Regions from separate parts of the Sus scrofa genome. Here regions 2 and 3 are each linked to region 1. The links are chromatin contacts, called in public Hi-C maps. All regions are on one chromosome and are shown on one strand. The core of a region is the stretch at or near the end of the contact, and the rest is flanking DNA. Distances in the headings are between cores, read along the strand shown. Region 1 has its middle 98 kb from the start of MPZL1. Region 2 overlaps LOC110260300 (a long non-coding RNA gene). Region 3 overlaps RCSD1 (RCSD domain containing 1).

Region 1 (2,526 bases), core at 10-2,509:
GGAGAGTCCCAGGGGAACTGTTGCTTCCAGCGTCCGTTTCCTCCTGCAAACAGGATGTTAAACTATTGTCCCTTCTTGGCTCAGGGTTTGGATTTGATTGTCTGTCCATTCCTTCACAGTGGACTTGGTGGATCCGACTTTTCTTGTTCCAGGATATAAGGAAGGTCTGGGATTTTTTTTTAAATCTCCCGACACCTGGGAAGAGGAAGTCTGACATATTTAATATTCTCACATTTGCTTTCGAGCCCCGCCTTCCAGCATTTTGTGGCTAGCACGTTTGTGGTTACTTTGCCCTTTGGGGCATTAGGTAATTTCAGGCATGTGGACCTGAACCCCTGCTCTGCTATGGCCGCAGGGGACAGAGCAAAGCTCAAGCTGGCTTTCTTAAGGCTTGAGGTTTCCTTTCCCCTGACAAGGACTCTGCAGAGACTGGGTTCTGAATCTAGATTCATTCTTGGTTCTTTCTCTGGCTTTGAATAGTTTTTGGAGAGGGGGGGGGGTTGCTGTTGATTGATTGATTATCTTTTTAGGGCCTCAGGTGGGGCATATGGAAGTTTCCAGGCTAAGGGTTGAATTGGAGATGCAGCTGCCAGCCTACACCACAGCCACAGTCACAAGGGATCTGGGCTGCACCTGTGACCTACACCACAGCTCGAGGCAAAGCTGGATCATTAACCCGCTGAGAGAGGCCAGGGATTCAATCCTTATAGATACTAATTGGGTTAAGAACCAATAGTGGCCAGCTGAGCCACAGTGGGAACTCCCTGTTTGTTTTAAAGTACAGTTTCTTTCAACTAGATAACAGAAACATAAAATCTATACTTATTTTGTAAAGAACATCTTAAAATGTACAATAGACTCAGAGCACTATGGATCATTTTGCAAAACCCTATCCTTGCTCTTGCTGGCCCAGCAGAACCCCAGAGGCTTTGTTTATAACATGTCTGGATGCTCTTAGTTGAGTAAAAGCCCTGTGTTTTCTTGCTGTTGTTTTGTTTTTTTAACATGAAAGCCGTTCCTAAAGAAAGTGGGTCTGGCAGAGGGGAAATGGCTCTGAAAAGCTTGTTCAAAGATCTTGGTTCCAAGGAATGTGAAACATCTGTGGAGCACAGGGGTACTGGCAGCCAGCAAGTGCCACCCTGCTCTGTGTCCTTTAGCTGAGGCAGCTAAACCAAGCTCAAGGTTAAAGGATGTGAACCAGCACTGCATCATCGGGGAGCAGCACACTGCTGAGGGTGTAGCATGAATCCGCTGACACAGGACAACTCAGGACACGCTGGGCTCTCAGACAGGAGGCTGAGCTCATGATTTAATGTGGGCTAATAGAGGTTGAGCAAGAGAGAACAAAGCTCAGGGGAGAAAAGTGAGGTAAACTTAAGAAGAGAGCTAGCACTTGGCTGGAAATAACTCCTTCCACGTCCTCTCTCAAAAATACCATAAGAGTGGGAGTTCCCACTGTGGCGCAGTGGTAACCAACACGACTAGTATCCGTGAGGATGTGGGTTCCATCCCTGGTCTCAAAGGATCCACGCCTGCCATGAGCTGTGGTGTAGGTCACAGACATGGCTTGAATCTGGTGCAGCTGTGGTTGTGGCACAGGTCAGCTGCTGCAGTTCCGATTTGACCCCTAGGCTGGGAACTTCCATGTGCCACAGATATGGCCATTGAAAAAAAAAGTATATAAAAACACCATAAGAGAAAGTAAAAGATCTGGGTTCACTGTAAATTTTCTGTCTTATTCAATTAATTTCAAGCTTTTAGACTATGACTCTTCCAGGTTCACCCTTCAGGGCTCCTCCTCCCTGTCAGGCAGCAGGCATTAAAGTCATTGCAAGATGCAATCTGTTCCTGTGGAGGCAAAGGCCCAGTCAAGCAACCTAGCCACTGCGTGACTGGAGAATTAGACTGTCATCTCATCTGTTATTAAGCACTAGTTTGGTACCCTGGTATCACATTCACTGGAAAAACACATAATATGTAATGCATAAGAGGTTTAGCCTAACCGGCCTGATACATTTTCTCCTATGTATTAATAATCCCCCTCTGAACCAAGCTGGTATTATTCTCTGCCATAGAAATGTTCCAGCTCAACCTTCAGTGGTTCTGTTTTGGCATGTTAAGGTCAATGTTCTTATTGCACTGTTCTCTATCATAGCTGCTGGCCACATGTGACCATTAATTTAATTACAATAAAATTTAAAATTCAGGGAGTTCCTGTTGGTTGTGGCTCAGCAGGTTATGAACCTGACTAGTATCTATGAGGATGCAAGTTCGATTCCGGTCTCACTTAGTGGGCTAAGGATTCCACGTTGCCGTGAGCTGTGGTGGAGGTTGCAGATGTGGCTCAGGTCCAGCTTTGCTATGGCTGTGGTGTAGGCCAGCAGCCGCAGTTCTGATTTGACCCCTAGCCTGGGAACTTCTATATGCCATAGGTGTGGCCCTAATAAGCAAATAAACAAACAAACAATAAATAAATAAATTCAAATCTTCAGTAGCACTAACCACATTTCAAGCACTCAGTAGCAA
Region 2 (2,526 bases), core at 8-2,507, 220 kb before region 1:
CTGTGGCTCTGGCGTAGGCCGGTGGCTACAGCTCCGATTCAACCCCTAGCCTGGAAACCTCCATATGCCGTGGGAGCGGCCCAAGAAATAGCAACAACAACAACAAAAGACAAAAAAAATTTTAAAAAAAATTTAAAAAAAATTAAAAAATAAAAATGAAAGCATTATCTCATAGAGCTGTAAGAGGATTAAATGGAATGATCAGTCTAAAGCATCTAACAGTGTGTAGCACATAGCAGAGACTTAGGCAGAAGTTATTGCTATTTGTTACTTAATCACAGCTGACATAAAATGTGCTTAATACATGTTTAAGTGAATGAATGAGTGAATGAAATGTGTAGAATCACAGAGATTTTATTGCACTAAGGAAAATGAATACTTTCAAGCTATTTATTTATTTATTTTAGGGCCACACCCTCAGCATATGAAAGTTCCCAGGCTAGGGGTGTACCTACACCATAGCTCACAGCAACACCAGATCTCCAACCCACTGAGCAACACCAGGGATCGAACCTGTATCCTCATGGATACTGGCCAGATTTTCTTCCACTGTGTCACAACAGAACTCCTCAAGCTTTTTAAATGTGGAGTCAGCTAGTTGAGTCACCTCAAGGCAAAGTAACCAAACTGTCTCTAGTAAGCATTAGAGACAGTTCTGTCAGTCTTCTCTACTCCTCTTTGGAAAAAAACAGAGGCCAGAGGGGGCGAATGATGTGCCCCAGGCTTTGAGGCTGATTAGAAAAGCAGGATGAGACTTAAGTCCTAGCTCAAGGCTTAAGTCATAGGGACCTGCCTGACTGGGTGGGAGGACAGGGGAATGAGGAGGTGGCCCTTAATGGACTGATCCCAGAAAATAAATAGGCTTTGAGCTTGTTTTTTGTTTGTTGTTTGTTTGTTTTTCTTTTCTTGCAGCAAATAGATGTTCCCAGGCTAGGGGTCAAATCGAAACTGTAGCCACTGGCCTACACCACAGCCACAGCAATGCCAGATCCAAAGCCACATCTGTGACCTACACCACGGCAATGCTGGATCCTTAACCCAGGATTCAAACCTGCATCCTCATGGATGCTAGTCAGATTCATTTCTGCTGAGCCACAATAGGAACTCCTGAGCTTGGTTTTAACATGCTGCTGAGAGGCACCTTTACCAACAAGTGATCCCACCCACCTGGGGTATAGAAAGAGCCAGAACCACAAGAGCCTCTTGCTTGCCCTAAGGCCACCCATAATTCGCCTCTAATCTGAAGGGATGTGTGGGGAGAGGCTCTCACTTCCCCAAATATGTTTCTTCCTGTGTCACAAGGAGCCTTGGGTCACCTCCTTCCTTTGTGCAACAAAAAAGCAATTTCTGCCTCTGCTTCTTTTGTTTCCTGCCACCACTGTCTTTGCCTTTTCTAGGACCCAGTTCTCAAGACACAGCCCTGCTCAGCCCTGGCTGGCTTTCCCTATCAGTAGCCTCCCCCTGGCTTCCTGACCTGCACAGAAGAACAAAACACTCATGAACCCCTGGGTCTCTCCCTTTGCCTGGGTAAAACAGGCTGTCTTGGTGTGGTCCAACCCCTCTGCTTTTGATCTGCCAGCAGGAAGCAATAAAAGGCACTTTCCACGTGCCTGCTGTAACCATATTTTCCATATTCAAAAGTAGAATTCATTACCCAAGCGGGACACGTGCCATTCTAAGGACTTTCAGACAAAAGACCTGAAATTGGACCATGCCAGGAAACCCAGGATGGATGGTTGCCATGGACATACATCCTGAGAAGTTCTCTCCTCTGGGTGATGCCTGCTAGAAGTGCCATCTGCTTTTGCCACAGATTCATGCCTGTGAGTGTGACTCAGATAACAGCCACAGTAGTCCCTTGAGTAACTCCTACTCAGATTCTGCCAAGAAGCCAGAGAACAGGTGTGTCCAGGACAACTTTTTCCTTGACTTCATTTACTTGTTTTACCTGCATAAAAACCCTAGTCCCATGGGGGCTTTACAATGTATTTTTACCTTCAACTCAGCTACGATTTGCAGGGTGTTTTTACCTTCAACTCAACTATGATTCTTTTAAATATATCAATCCTTGGAGTTCCCCTCATGGCTCAGTGGTTAACAAATTGAACTAGGAACCATGAGGTTGCAGGTTCGATCCCTGGCCTCACTCAGTGGGTTAAGGATCTGGTGTTGCTGTGAGCTGTGATGTAGGTCACAGACACGGCTCAGACCTGTGTTGCTGTGGCCCTGGCGTAGGCCAGTGGCTACAGCTCTGATTCGACCCCTAGCCTGGGAACCTCCATATGCCACAGGTACGGCCCTAGAAAAGACAAAAAGACAAAAATAAATAATAAATAAAAATATCAATCCAAAAAAAAGTATCACTCCAACAACTTAAATATATCCAATAAGTACTATAATGACCTGTTTCACCCGTCAGGAACTGGGTTGTGTAATGCCAGAGGTAAAATGGTGAAAATGCCATTCATTCCAACTCTTTTGAGTCCTTACTATGTACAGAAAATCATGCTTATACTGAGTGGAGGA
Region 3 (2,526 bases), core at 14-2,513, 130 kb before region 1:
AGAAATATGTTTACATGTTTCAACCCCTGGGGGCACCACCAGCAGTTAAAGGGCATATAATAGCCAAGGACTGGATGAATGGGAGGGTGGATTTTAGAGGGTGGATTTTATACTCCAGCTCAGAGGGATCAGCTTTTTGCACCATGAGAAGGGCATTGCTTCCAGGGATCAGTGAGTTTTTGTCACTACGAAATTCACATAAAAATAAAATGAGGCGTTCTTGTCGTGGCTCAGTGCTTAACGAACCTGACTAGCATCCATGAGGATGCAGGTTCCATCCCTGGCCTCACTCAGTGGGTTAAGGATCCGGCATTGCTGTGAGCTGTAGTGTAGGTTGCAGGCTCGGCTCGGATCTGGCATTGCTGTGGCTGTGGTGTAGGCCAGCAGCTACAGCTCTGATTTGATCCCTCGCTTGGAAACCTCCATATGCCATGAATGCGGCCCTGAAAAGACAGAAGTCACAAAATAAAAAATAAAACGAGCAAGGTTGGATGGAGGCTGCTGCCCATACTTCTCCTTCTGTTCTCACATAGCACAGCCTGCAGGAGCCCTAATGCTCGGAGCCTTGGGGGCCTGCAGGACGGGCCCCAGTCAGGCTACCCCTGGGTGCCCAATGCACAGAGCTGGAAAGGGTTCTCCCATTCCTTCTTCATCCCTGCCCCCTCCCTATGCCTGCACAGAGACAGGCCTGGGTCCCTGAGGCCAGCCCTGGCTGATAAGTGTCCTGGAGGACCCACCCAAAAACATGTTTAATGTGGCTGCTGTCTCCACCTGGCCTGCCCAGAGAAGGGCTGAAAAACATTTCCATTTGAAAAATCTTGTCTGTAATTTCTAGACATTATAAGAATGTCATATATGGACATACATACATATATATATAGAAAGATGTTAAGGTTGGCTTTTCTCCACCAACTGTATTAGCCTTAGCCACTGGCCTGGAGCCGGCTGGTTGTTAAGCCATAAAGGAAATACTGCCACCTACTGACATTCCTAGGAAACTGCATGGGTGGCTGTTTTGGATTCTTCCTGTTTTGCAGTTCCATTCAAGTCAACAACGATTTTGTGGACGATGAACTGGGTTCTCAGCACCTTCCTATGGTGAAGGAGCTGTATTTATTGAATGTCTACTCTCTTCAGAAGATAATGCTCAGTTTCAGAAGAGAAGAGTTTTAAGTATTGCATAAAATGAGCTTCGTCAACACAATTGTTGCTGCAGTTAATAAAACAATATCTTCAGAGACACTGGCTCATGTGACCTCCACTGTAAAGCCTAGAAATTTAGGATAATGGAGTTTGGGCTGGAAGCTCTTTGTACTCAAGGTGGACATAAGGCTCCTTGAAAGACTGGCCACTCTGGAAATGTGTCTGACGGTGTAGATTCACAGAGCCAGAGGCACCTGACAGCTGGAGGAGGCGTCCTTAGAATCACTTACTTCAACCCACTCACCCACCTGGGTCTTGGTTGGGAGGCCAGGGCATCCATCTGGCACCTGCCAAAGTTAGAAGGAGCCAGAAGGGGGTGCTCCTGAGTCCCAGAGGGTGACTGTCTCACTCCAGCACCTCTCCCTTAATGCTGGGCCTTAAAAAGGTCACAGGGAGTTTAGTTGAATAAGTCTCTCTTCTTGCATCACTAAAATACAATCAACCTAATCAACATCTCAGAATATTTATAAGAACTTGGTGTTAGTCTTCTTGTGACTCAAGTAAATTAGTACATGGGTGCAAGGGTCAGTGTCTCCAAACTATAGGAAAATCCTTTTTCTGCCCTCATCTCTGTCCAGCAACATGGAAGTCATCTTCATCTTCGTCTTCATCCTCATCATCACTGTCATCATTCCTACATGTTGAGGATCCATATATCTGAGGAACTAGAATCAAGTTGCAGGGATTTTACAAAAAACAAGGAAGTGTCGCTCTTTTTAGATAATGTAAAACCCAAATATGGGAAAGATTCCTGACATATAGTCATCACAAAAATATCTCCAACTACTAACAGCATTATATGGATTATATGGATTATGAATATATATATATATATAACATATATATATATATATACATATAAAACATTGACTACTTTTAGAGGGCAGGGGCTCATCATATTCTTTTTTTTTTTTTTTTTTTTTTTTGTGGTCTTTTGTCTTTTAAGGGCCATACCTGAGGCATGTGGAGGTTCCCAGGCTAGGGGTTGAATTGGAGCTACAGCTGCCAGCCTACACCACAGCCACAGCAACGCAGGATCTGAGCCATGTCTGTGCCCTACACCACAGTTCATGGCAACACCAGATCCTTAACCCACTGAGTGAGGCCAGGGATCAAATCTGCATCCTAATGGATACCAGTCGGGTTCGTTAACACTCGCTGAGCCGTGAAGGGAACTCCTAATCACATTCATCTTTATATAACCAACACGATGCCCGGAATGTGGTAGATGCTCAATAAACTATTCAAAATGAATAGTCAATGTTTTAGAAAGTGGATGATTTATAAATAACACTATTGTAAAACAAACAAACAACACTCTCT

What was found. Hi-C and Micro-C count contacts between places; a contact is called where the count stands out from the background.
Region 2: a contact with region 1 is called in a Hi-C map of retroperitoneal adipose tissue, with 2.5 times the contacts expected there. The contact joins two enhancer-like sites. A contact is called at or near these places in 1 of 5 promoter capture datasets (liver), 23 of 47 Hi-C or Micro-C datasets (alveolar macrophages, brain, embryonic fibroblasts and 13 more) and 2 of 2 datasets of contacts at active chromatin or transcription factors (alveolar macrophages and skeletal muscle).
Region 3: a contact with region 1 is called in a Hi-C map of retroperitoneal adipose tissue, with 2.0 times the contacts expected there. The contact joins two enhancer-like sites. A contact is called at or near these places in 2 of 47 Hi-C or Micro-C datasets (embryonic fibroblasts and retroperitoneal adipose tissue) and 1 of 2 datasets of contacts at active chromatin or transcription factors (skeletal muscle).

What each region holds. Positions count from the first base shown.
Region 1 is chr4:83,210,459-83,212,984 of Sscrofa11.1, reverse strand. No RefSeq gene overlaps it. Among named protein-coding and RNA genes, the nearest start is that of MPZL1, 98 kb to the left of the region's middle. Within about 2 kb of position 1,259, at least 19 of the 83 cell types and tissues checked have an H3K27ac peak or open chromatin away from gene starts, as enhancers often do. A contact at or near this core is called in liver and retroperitoneal adipose tissue, where this site is marked.
Region 2 is chr4:83,428,907-83,431,432 of Sscrofa11.1, reverse strand. All of the region lies in intron 2 of LOC110260300 (a long non-coding RNA gene), which reads left to right. Among named protein-coding and RNA genes, the nearest start is that of RCSD1, 26 kb to the right of the region's middle. Within about 2 kb of position 1,257, at least 21 of the 83 cell types and tissues checked have an H3K27ac peak or open chromatin away from gene starts, as enhancers often do. A contact at or near this core is called in liver and retroperitoneal adipose tissue, where this site is marked.
Region 3 is chr4:83,342,433-83,344,958 of Sscrofa11.1, reverse strand. All of the region lies in intron 4 of RCSD1 (RCSD domain containing 1), which reads left to right. Among named protein-coding and RNA genes, the nearest start is that of TRNAP-CGG, 28 kb to the right of the region's middle. Within about 2 kb of position 1,263, at least 6 of the 83 cell types and tissues checked have an H3K27ac peak or open chromatin away from gene starts, as enhancers often do. A contact at or near this core is called in retroperitoneal adipose tissue, where this site is marked.